2 separate regions of the Drosophila melanogaster genome follow, and region 2 is linked to region 1. A link is a contact called in public Hi-C data. All regions are on one chromosome and are shown on one strand. The core of a region is the stretch at or near the end of the contact, and the rest is flanking DNA. Distances in the headings are between cores, read along the strand shown. Region 1 holds the start of Eip74EF (Ecdysone-induced protein 74EF). Region 2 holds the start of lncRNA:CR45938 (long non-coding RNA:CR45938).

Region 1 (6,078 bases), core at 1,725-4,224:
TTTTGATATTCCCAGTATTAAATTTTCAAGGATATTTTAAAACTTGAAACTTCCGTAAGAATACATATTGTATTAGTTCCTTGTGGAAAATAAAATAAAGTTAAAAATAAAGAACATTTAATGAATATTAAATAGCCTTTTTTTTTGCATAATTGATACTTATTATTAATTTGCGAAAACTGTGATCTTTCTAAATAAGTAAATATTGTTTTCCTAAATAACTGTCACTTTTGACTTTGTCACCAAAGAGTTTAGCACTTCCCACTCCTGCACCTGTGCACCATGCCACCCCCATCACTCCCACATAATTCCTACTTATCGCTATATATCCGAAGTGAAATACAACGGATACCCCGCTGCAGCATTAGCATTAGTGGTGGAAAAAGGCAAGAAAAGCGAGTACTTTGGGTACAGATACGCCGGCAACTAGTATGATTTGGGCATGTGTGCGCGGACATAGACAATACCTAGTATATATTTTGAATGGTGCGCTTTGTATCGCCCTCCGAATGTGTCTAGAGCTTCAATAGCAGGCCAGGGTCATGCGACATGGGAGGAAAACTGAACTGAACTAGCGCGAAACTGAGCGAACTCGGGCGATTGTATCTGTGTGAGTGCGTGCTTATGTGTGTGTGTTTGTGTCTATTGATATTCGAGGGTTTGTTGGTGTGCGTGTGCTGTGTACGTAGTGCCCGTTATCGGAAGAAAACGCCAAAAGCTCGCGTTCATTGCCTTTGCAAACGTTTTCGACCCGTCCCTCTCCACACTCCACTCTCCTCTCCGACGATCACTATCTCGTTCTCTCTATCTGCGCTCTCCCTCGCTCCATATCACATTAAGATAGTTTTGGTAGAACTTTACTTTTAACTTTATTTTTGTAGCTACTAAATTGGGATTATCTTTGATTTAGTGAAGAATCCAAATTAATTTTGAGCCAGCGCTCTACTCGAAACTTTCTTATCAGCAGAGGGCTATCGCGTTTGTTTGGCAAATCCCATTTGGATTTTGTTTTCAAATATTTTTGTTCCTTGTTTTGGTTTTATTTTTGGCAAATGGGAATGGGGGAATGGCAATGTTTGGTGAGGTTGGTCAGTGATTCTGTTGCTCAGCGGCAAATGGAATAAATTTTAGGAAGTACGTATTTTCAGGGCCCTCAGGTCAGGCAGTATTATTTATTGCCCCCTTCGAAGGCCGATCGCCTAACTTTGACTTGCAAATCTGAATAGGTTTTTTATCTCAGCTTGTGGTTAACCAAATTGAGTAGAAAAACGAAACGGATTGACATGTAGCATTTACAAAAAACGTAATAAAATAGCAAAATATAATTTATTTGCTGTGGCTGGCGCTTTTATTGATCGCTTCTTCACTTTGTATCGAATTCTGTTAATTGGCTAAAACCCAAACTCAAGTCTTAACTGGGCCAGCGCTTTGGGCTGTGAAATTCTAGAAGGGCGGGGATTATCCAAAATCAAACATGCAAAAAGTTTTCTTGCCAAATTGAAATTCAGCGAATTTGGTTTTTTTTTCCTCAATTCTGGGATTAGTCATGCCCGCATTAAAAATAAATAAAAGGGTAGTGGGAAAATGTGCATGACCAAATATTTATTTCAATTATTGCACTGTAATGTAATGCATTACAATTTTTAGATTCATATCTTAATTGCTTAAAAATGGAAAAAAACGATACAATTAAATATGTATTCTTATTGAAAAAGTTTGCAAGTCATTTCAAATTAATAATGCATAATGACATTCCTACAAGTTTGATATGTGTGGAGCTCTTATCAATGCAAAGTGTGTTAGAAAATTTAACACCACCTAAACTATATTACCAATTGAAAATATTATATTTTATATAATGCAATCTCGTAAACAAAGCAAGCGTTTCGCACATTTTCTTTGAAAACATGTCAAATACTCGATATGTTAACAAAGAAAAGCTTTTATTAGTACTAATTCTATAATATAATTCTAGTACACAAAATGATCCTGCAGATTTTAGCAACTATTATTAAAGGATATTTTCGCTGGAGGCGCAGGCATTTTTCCCACCCACTTTTCACCCCGATCTTCTTCCTCCTAAAATTTTCAACACTTTCACGAACTTTCAAGTATGTAGCTATACATGCGTCTATGTGCAATGTATGTATGTGCACCGATGACGAAATAAATAGAGAGCTTTTTTTTGCGCCATTCGCTTCCTGCATTCGAGGCAACTCCGCTGCCGCGGCGAATGCAACGCTGCGTATGAGCGATCTGCTGGTCGAAAGGAAAACAAGGTTCTGGAATTAGTCACTTACCATCTCAAGCAAAAGTAATCCAATTGGCGATATATCCATAATGTTCCGGCAACGGCAGAAAAAAATCATATACCCTATTGCCTCGAAGTTTCTATCAGTTACTTTGCGATTTATCACTTAATTTCTAAAATTCTTGTGTAAATATGTATAAACTTTCAGGCACTTTTCTTTATGGGGGCGGGGGCGTGGTCAGGGGAGGGCGGGAAAAGCCGACCAAAGGCTGTCAGATGCCACCAGATATTTGGATTAATTAATTGACATTTTAATCATCACGCTAAGGCCACTTGAACAGCGAGATTTCTTCGCGCGATTTTTGCTGCTTCAGAACTCTTTGTAACGCATTTTATTTGTTTGATATTTTGGGATTGCACTTTTGATCGGTAGCAAAGCGTTTAATTAGCGACGCGACGGCGGCGACGACGACGGTGGGCGGGAAAAGTGGGCGGGCGGGCGAGCGGGCGTTCTGTCGGTTGGCGCGAACGCTGCAGTTACAGTTACGTTTGAACAATTGATTTTTGTTGCTGCTAATTTGTTTTGTTGTTTGGTTTTTGTTATGCGTGTTTGAAAAGCGAAGGTTTTCCTCTTCGCATTCGAATCGCTCGAATCAGAGTTGGGGCAAAATTTGCGACTGTCCGTTACAGCAGTCAAAAGACAACTAAACGGCGAACAAGCGTATTTTTGCACACAGGCACTGCGCTGCACTGAGACCCGCTCACGCACACCAGCGCACCTCCACCTCGCGACGACAACGGCAGAGAAACGCTCAAGTTCACGCTCTGAACTTCAAAGCTCGTTAGCGTAGAGAGCGCAAGCGAGGCTAAGAGAGCGGAATGCAATTGCAATTGCAGGGAGAGCCAAAGAGAGTAGGGAGCTACAGTGCATCCTCTGTACGTCGAAATTGTGGGAAATAGTTTTTGTTTTTGCGTACTTTATTTCCAACAACACCTTATTTAATTTCAAGGCCAAAAAATATATTAACATTGCTTTGCGTTCGATTAACGCTAAATCCATTTCAATTACAATGCGGCGGAAACTCATTCAGCAAGTATTCTGCTTTCTCAAAAAAGTAAGCAGTACATTATACTCACTTTTATACTCAAAAACTTACTTAAATTGAAAATATCGTAATTCAATGGCAAGCTTCTTCTTACCTGTTCTGCAAGCTCACCAAATTTTGTTTGAAATGAGTTTTTGACTTAAGTGTTTATCACGTATACGTACAGCTGTACATCCGATCAAAAAAGGGTCAAACTATTTAATTTACAATTTAAACTATATTAATTGATTTAACCGCTGGATAAAAACTAAAGAACGAATGTTTCATTGTTAAAATTTTTAAGCACAAACCTAATAAATAATAAATAATAATAATTTCTTTCCCTGAATTAAGTGAAAGTTTGAAGTTGAAATATATTAATGTTTTTTCACTATATATATTAACTTTCATAAATTAACCAATATAATGCGTCATTAGTGTGGCGTGATAACTAAACGGCTATTTATTGAAAAAACAAATGGTTACAAAAGTGAGACTTGAGAGGGAATCTTTGATGGCTCCATTACACATAAAATATACAAAGCGTGCCCAAGGTTCAACAAAGGATAAAGAATGGAAACATGAGAGCTGGCAGCTTGGCAGCTTGCCTATGTGGTCTTCAGCGATGTCGGAATCTTGGGCAAGCCGAACTCATCCGTTTCAATGGTGCTCTGTAAGAAATTAGCTCGTTAGTAAGCAATCAAGCTGCTATCCATATAAGCAGCATTATACCTTTCCAGGGACGATGCTGTCAGCTCCCGGCTCTCGACTCGGCGCCTCCGGAGCCTTGACCACGTCATCCAAATAGCTGGTGTCATCGTCCAAGGCAATCTCATCGCCCAGAGCATCCAACTCGGCCTGCAGGTCGTCGTCATCCACCTCAGGCATGCCGTACGTGCGGCCCAGTGCCTCCTGCACCTCGTCCGCCTGCTCAAACATATCAGCCATGTCGTCTTGGATGTCCTTTAGGCAAAAGGATAAAAATTAATTTATGTTCATATTTCTGGGACATTTCCATCTCTTTCCAGCTAACTATGCTTACCTCGATCTGGTCGATGTTGATCTTCTTGTACTCGGTCTTCATCTGCTTGACTCCATCCTTCATGGCCGCCACGGTGGCCTGAGTATCCTTCAAGGATTGCGCCGCATAGTTGGCCTGTTCCATGTTGAACGACTGGTTGCGCAGAGATTCTGCCTGCTGTTCGTAGCTGTGTAGGAAACAAATAAAGTTCAAAATGGTTTAAAATACTCATTTAGAACAGGACACAATAAAAAAATTGATTGTGGATGTAAATTTCATAAGGTAATGGAACTTATAGATTAGGAAATGATAATTTCAAATGTCTGGAGAAGAGTAACACTGGAGGTTTGGAATATAATCGATACTAGGCAGTGGGTGGGGCATTGAACGTACGCCTTCTTTTGTTTGAGAACCCGGAGGGCCTTCTGTTTCACGGAGTTCTTGGCAGGACCTTCTCGCATCTTGGACATTTGTTCGCGGTATTTGCGCAGCTCTGCCTCCAGATTACTGATCTTCTCTTCGATGTTTGTTGCTCGGGCATCGACCTGTTGAGTGTAATAAATTGTTATTTGCTTTGTTTTCTCCATGATTTCGACACTTACCCCGGCGATGCAATCGTTTAGACTTGGACCCGGCTCCTTGGGCTTACCACGACCAAAAAGGCGATTCATATTGACTGCTTTATTATTTTAACTACAACACGCAAAATTTATGGGAAATTTGTGGGTTTTCCACTTTAATTCGTTCTACAAATTTTGTTTGATGACTAATTGTCTTCTTCTTTTTCCTATACCAATCAGCTGTTTGGACCGTACAGTGTTGGTGGGCAGCACTGTTTGGCAGGTCTGTCAACCAACGACTTATTGTTCTTAAATGAAACTGTTTTTATTGTAATTTGGAAAGATAACTCATTCGAACTGGTTTGTTTAACTGGTTCGATATTTAGCTTATATGTCGTTCAATTTTAGGAAAAACTGTGTAAATAACAGATATTTTAACGGTCTCTTTGTAGCACTGCCTTAGTATTTTTGTTTGGTATTTTCATAACATATAAATGGTGTATTTTAGTACATTTTGGTTGCCCCGCTGGTATTACTTAACGACCGCGCTGCGGTCCCACCATTCGCATTGCAAATTAAAAACAAAACGCATCGGCGGGCGCTTTTGAGCTCTTAACTACGTTAATTTGCGCAAATTAATAAATTCGTTTAATTGCCAAAAGCAAGTGCTGCGGACTCAAAAATCAGCAATGCGTCGTTCGAACAGATGAAAGTGAAATCAGCCTGCCGGGCATTGCGATTTTCGACCATTTTCGACTATTGAAGGAAAATAGAGTGCTAATAATACACAACAACAACCATCAAATTGGCAAACAAAACTGCGTAGATAAGCGATTAAATAATAGAGCAACATATTTGCCAGCAACATAAAGTAAAGGTCGGCGAAAATCCAATAAATCCGCAGCTGGCCCTTTGACGTCACGGCCCATCAGCTGCTTGGCCCACCGGAGCACCCCACTTTTTCCGCTATGACGCGCAGAGTCGCCCACTAACAGTGAACTCCCACGCTTAGCAGCCACTCCACAGTAGTCCCCAATGGACAGCTCCATGTACTACGCCAGCCAGCGGATTGCTGCCAGCACAGAGGCTAATGTCAGAGTCATCACCTCGACCATGGCCTCATCTTTGGCCAATGGAACGGCGACGCCACGCGCCGACGAC
Region 2 (5,694 bases), core at 1,610-4,109, 1.1 Mb after region 1:
GTCTGCCAGAATTTTATATTATTTTCGTGAATCTTTCTGCTACCTCTGATTTTTTACACCTCGTTAAACGTTTGTTTTTTTTTACACGCTGCCTTTAAATTTGAAATGTGTGTGGTAATTTGTTTCTGTTTACTGAATTTAGAGCTTAAACTTTTTTTTAATTTTATAAGGTACGTTTTGTTTAAGCGCAATGCCTAGGCGAGAATTAAGGCAATGATTAGATCCGAACAAATTAAATGCAAATTTTGAAATTCCGAGAAGCTTTTGGGTCATTACATTAACTAATTGAACAATTTTTGAATCCTTTGCCAGGTAACTTAATATTCGAATTAAAAGTTGACCCATTAATAGATATTCATTAAAAATAGTTTATTTGGTTTGTTTATTCCGATTTTGATTTTTACAATATTCAAGTTCTTCTTTAATTCGATTTCTTTTCCGCCTCATTGCCCAAATTCATGACTAAACATCTTTTACTTTTAGTTTTAAAGTGTTATACAGCTTTTTTTAAATTGTTATAATTGGATTTTATCGCTTTCCTTGCACAAAATATATTTTGTATTTTAAATATAAGCTTTACAATTTGTTTGTTGTTGACATTGAAACAATTACATCTTGGTTGAAATTTACAAATAGTTGAAACTCGCTGCTAAATTTAAATATACATGTAAGTATATATTTTCTATATAGTTTTTAACACGACCTTTATTAATTTATATAATTTCTTGCTCTTCATTATCTTGTTGTAGGTAGTTGTTTGCATTGTTTTCTTACACTTAGATGAAATTACAATTATAATATACACATACATTCATACCATGAACACCTAAATTTGCTTTGTTTTCATTTTCTTTGTATGGATTTTCCAATATTTTTTTTGTTGCCATTAGATTAGACGCAAATACTATGCAAGACACTTGGCGCAAAAAAATACAAGAATCGATCTTCAAGTGGGAACGATACTAATTTCAAAACTATAGTATAACCAAATTCTAATTAAAAAATATGTAGGACGCTAAAAGTACGCCAATTTACATAAAAATATATATAGATTTGTATCCATAAGTATCGTATTCATATAGGTATATAAAAATAAAATTTCTCATGCTTCTTTTGTTTTGTAATGCCTAAAAAAGTGTGTTTCTCCTTGCCGTATTTAAATTTAAATCCATACATCTACTACATATTCTCGTTTAGGTTCAAGTGTTTTAAAATTGCTTTATCAGGGACTACAAATAAAACACGAATTAATTTAAGACAAATTAATTAATTAGTTAAACGTAAACTAGACCTAACCGTAAACGTAATAATAATTAACATTGAATCAACAAATGTGTGCATGTGTGTGTATAGGTGTGATAGTTGGTGGTAGTAGTGATGATGCATTCCCATATTCATAATACGGAATTCTGCTGTATCCTTCGTTCGCCTTCCATGACCCGGTTGCCCCGAGGGCCTTCCCGCCTTGTTATTTACATTTCATAAATGATTAAGTATTCCGTGTCACGTTCTCCCGGCCTCTATCCCTTGCGCTTGGCGTGCAGCATCTCCATGAGCAGCGTTTGGGTGGGCGCACTGCCGGCACAGTGCTTGGTGTACAGGTGATCCTCGCCGCGAACGGCCATGGCATGGATTTCCGGTAAGATGTTAACTAGCCCTCTGAATTTGTCCTGCAATTAGGCGAAAGAGAATCGTTGCTTAGAGTTGTTTGTACGCAATTTACAAATGATTTCAAAAGTAAATGGTTTTTAGCTCAGATACCCTACACATTAAAACTGAATCCTTTACTCACATTCACTGACGGATAGCAGGTGAGGGTGTAGTCCAGCAAAGCGGCTTGCACATTATCATGTCCCTCGGAGACGGTCTTCCGGTTGACAATACCCCGTACACCTATGGGAAATATTCAAGGGTTTAAGAAGGTTGTCAATCTGCACCGCGCAACTTATACGGCCTTACTTGGATTCAACAGGATTAGGAATTTCATGCAGACATAGTCGCCCATATCGAATTTCAGGTCCTGCAGCTTGTTCTGCAGCTCGTTGAAGTAATCGCCCAGCTGTGGCACTCCCAACAAACCCAGACTCATCAGATTGAACACCTGACCATTGTTCAGTTGCGTCTCGTCGGGCAGGCCGTTATGGATTCGATGATGCAGGTGATCCAGAACAAGCATGTCCGACCAGGAATGCTGCAGCAGCTTCATTTGGTCGTCGACCTAAATTAAAAAATATAAATAAAATTTTATTAGTAAATTGGAAATGAAAAAAGACTTAAACATAACAGGCGCGGTTGCCACTATGCATAAAGAAGGTTTAAAAGCCGTTTTAATTAATAAGATAATAAGATATTTCCATACATCATATAGATATTTCCATCATCATATTTCCATACAACAATCATCAGTTTTGCTGATTAATAATATTAATACAATTTTCCTTTTAGTAGTTCTAATAATGATAGCTAATTCATTTGAACCAATAAACCTTTCGTATACAATAATTTTTAGTAGATTTACTTATTTTTTTAAATGTTTTTTTAAATAGAGTGATCTCAGTTTAGTTTCAGTTTATAGTAGCAACCGCACGCTCAATAGTCAATAGATACATTTTGTATGATGATATGGTATGTAGATAAGTTAAGGCCTAGTTTTGGATGCTCTGGTATTACAACACGTCGTCTCTTTCTCTTGGGGATTCTCTCGGTTTCGCTCTATGTCACTGTCTCTGTCTCAGTCTCCGTTTCAGTTTCTCCGCTCTTGATGGGCTGTGGTATGGGTGAGCACATCAGTTGCGTCATTGAGCGAGAGACGCTGCTGCTTGGCTGACTGACTGGTTCAGCTTTGCTGGCTAAGTAGGTCAGACGCCAAATGAAATCGAAATTCAATGCACATTCTGCCGGCGTCGCTGTCGACGTCGCTTTCAGTTGTCGGTGGTTTACATAACATGCCGCAGACTTGGCCCCTAGTTTGAAAACTGGTTTTTGGCTTTGAACCATGTTGCTGCTGTCTGTGTTTGCTGATTTTCTGATTTCTGATTTCTGATTTTTGATTTACTCGATGTGAGGATATCGGGGTGTTGGTCCATACCTTCAGATCCTTGAAGAAGACGGTGTTCCGTGCCCAGTCTACTTGCGAGAACAAATTCTGGTCGAGCACTTTGCACATCAGCTCGAAGAGATCCACTTCCACCTGGTTGTAGGTTTGCTTCTGCAGCAGGGCAAACAGTTGCGTCTGCCATTCCCGATCGTCAATAGATTGCACAAATTCACGAATCATCGGTGAGACTCTGCATGAATAATAATGTGATTAAATGGATCTCAAGACTTCAATTTACGCCAGCAAAAACCCACCTTAATGGCTCGATTAGCGCGTCGGCTGTGCTCGATGGATGTGTGCCAGAATCGAAGCTTTTTGGTAGAAAACAAAAGATATAGGAAAAGTTATAAATTAAAGTTCAGATCACTTCTAATTGGAGAGCTCATCAAGTGATAACTAAGCAATTCGTAAAAGGGCAGTTTGATGAAGACTTTAATTGGAGATCTATAATATCATTATCAGATATATATTTAAATATAGAAACCGAAGCTCATATAATATCTGATAATGAATACAAATATTTCCAATTAAATGTATATACTCTTCTTCTGTACAAGGAAATCGTTCAAGGTTTGTACATTTTTTACAATACATCTTTTTTTTTCAAGTCTAATTATTATATTATATTGATTATTATATTGATATGACTGCCCTTTTCCACACTTGCTGCATGATCAGGTTGAATCCTTTTCCACAAATATGCTTATGTAACGAAAGTTTCTTTTCAATGTTTGTTGAAGTTCGTTTGTCGTTTAATTTGGTTTGAGTTCGAATATTCATTGAGTTTTGTTCTGGCTTTTGGGCTAAATACCACAATTTCGAGTCGGCCGTGTTCTGCAGAGATCCTATTCCAGCCTCGTGGCAACTGCTGTTGCCATTGCCGCCGTTGCGATGCAGGCCATCGTTGGAATTGGTTCCTCCTCCTCCGCCGCCCGCATTATTGCCACCTCCTCCTCCGGACGTTCCGTTGCCCGTGCTGCTGTTGTTGTTGCCGTTGCTGCTGCCGTTGCTGCTATTGCCGTTGCCCACGGAACTTGGTCCGTTCAGACCACCGCCCCCACTGCCGCCAGTGCCGGCGTTCATGGGCGTGGCTATAACACCGCCCGTGCTCGCGTTCACCTGTCCCAACGCAATTGCTATGGGGCTGGGCGACGAGTCCGGAGATTGGGTGAGTGAGGATACCTGAAGATATAAGCAGAAATTCGTTCATAACTATAGGTTGTATTCCATAAATCTTAAATATCAATTGTATGCCAAAGCGATGACAACGATGAAAGCAATCAAAACGACCAAAAGTATTATTGAGAAAAACAATCCTGATCGCATCGCTCACCTGAGGTATTTGAATTTCCTGCTTAATGTTCATATTTGGATATGCTTGCTGGTAGCCCGGCGAGATCGGCGTTGGCTTGATGTCCGGACCCATCGAGTTGCGCAGCGCTTGCAGCGCCAACTGCCGCTGCCGCATCACTTGCAACTTCCGCGCGCGATCCCGTTTGTACATGGGTCCGAATTTGTTGCGTCCACCACGCATTCTATCCGCTCGAACAGCTGCAAGAAAACACATTTGCAAATGAGTATGAATGAGTTTCGAAGTAGAAAATGATTCTTGGTAAAAGAATTAATTCTGTTCTCAATTTCCTAACAAAATTCCCTTATCTCTCAAATCTGATTTGTTGACTACGGGAACCTTCGTGAAAATCGGAGAAGTTCCTAAACTAGGAAATAAACAGATATTCTTAGCAATGTAAAATAGTTAAACAAATTAATGAGCACCCAGTTTTCATGAAACACCCATTCCCCGTTGATTTTCAATGGTTCTACACAATTTTGAACATTTTCAACATTTCCCACTTAACTGACCCACAATTCGGGCTGGCAAAATTGCAACGCGAGGGGGTTAGCATCCTATTCGTTTCATACATGCTCCTCATTAAAAGCCAACTCATAACAACGCTTCACAGAAACAAACGCACACTATCAACAGCAGGGTGCACATGCATACGCACATATGGGCACGCACATGGGAAATATGGTTACATACACATATTGCGCATACGCCGCTTTGTACAACAGTAGTAAAACAAAAACTGTACAACGCACATCTGTGTATTTACTTGCGTTAGTGTGTGAGAACACGCTAAATGAAACGCAATAAAAATGCGCTTCTTATGGCGCAGCACGAAAAATGAGCGTAAAGTGTGCAGAGAAATAAAATCGTTGGAATATCAACTTCATAGGAAACAAAAGTCAAAATCAAAGTTTTGTATTCATTATCTCTAATTTGGAAAAGTGATAAGTAGATTTCCTACCAACAGCCGATAATATATTTTACTACATGTAAATCGTAGTTATTATTAGCAACTACGTTTTAAATATTATATTACCTCTTCTACTTCTACAAAAGTTGTGAAAACAAATACAACAAAACTGTTATTTAAAAAGTAACACCTTTATATTGCGGCGTTAAGTTAGATATTTTCTCTACGTGTAAATGAGAATTGCGAGGGTGGCGGCTTAAGCCAAAAACAGATTGCGATTGCAGCTAGCGCCATGTTGATTACAAGATGCAATTGTCGGGGGTTGTTTTCACACAC

What was found. A called contact is a pair of places that touch in the nucleus more often than the background predicts.
Region 2: a contact with region 1 is called in a Hi-C map of the Kc167 cell line, with 1.8 times the contacts expected there.

Annotation. Positions count from the first base shown.
Region 1 is chr3L:17,616,351-17,622,428 of dm6, forward strand. Eip74EF (Ecdysone-induced protein 74EF) reads right to left here and starts at 2,975. Exons shown (of 8, transcript NM_168740.3): 1 at 2,301-2,975. Vps60 (Vacuolar protein sorting 60) reads right to left here and starts at 5,275. Exons shown (of 5, transcript NM_001275065.1): 1 at 4,960-5,275; 2 at 4,751-4,902; 3 at 4,379-4,544; 4 at 4,069-4,299; 5 at 3,773-4,007. The coding sequence starts at 5,028. The coding sequence ends at 3,945. anchor (anchor,) reads left to right here and starts at 5,474. Exons shown (of 13, transcript NM_001275066.1): 1 at 5,474-6,078. The coding sequence starts at 5,953.
Region 2 is chr3L:18,751,226-18,756,919 of dm6, forward strand. lncRNA:CR45938 (long non-coding RNA:CR45938) reads right to left here and starts at 2,860. Exons shown (of 1, transcript NR_133269.1): 1 at 2,572-2,860. ftz-f1 (ftz transcription factor 1) reads right to left here. Exons shown (of 10, transcript NM_079419.3): 4 at 4,431-4,648; 5 at 3,909-4,279; 6 at 3,352-3,408; 7 at 3,089-3,287; 8 at 1,960-2,218; 9 at 1,793-1,893; 10 at 524-1,670. The coding sequence ends at 1,521.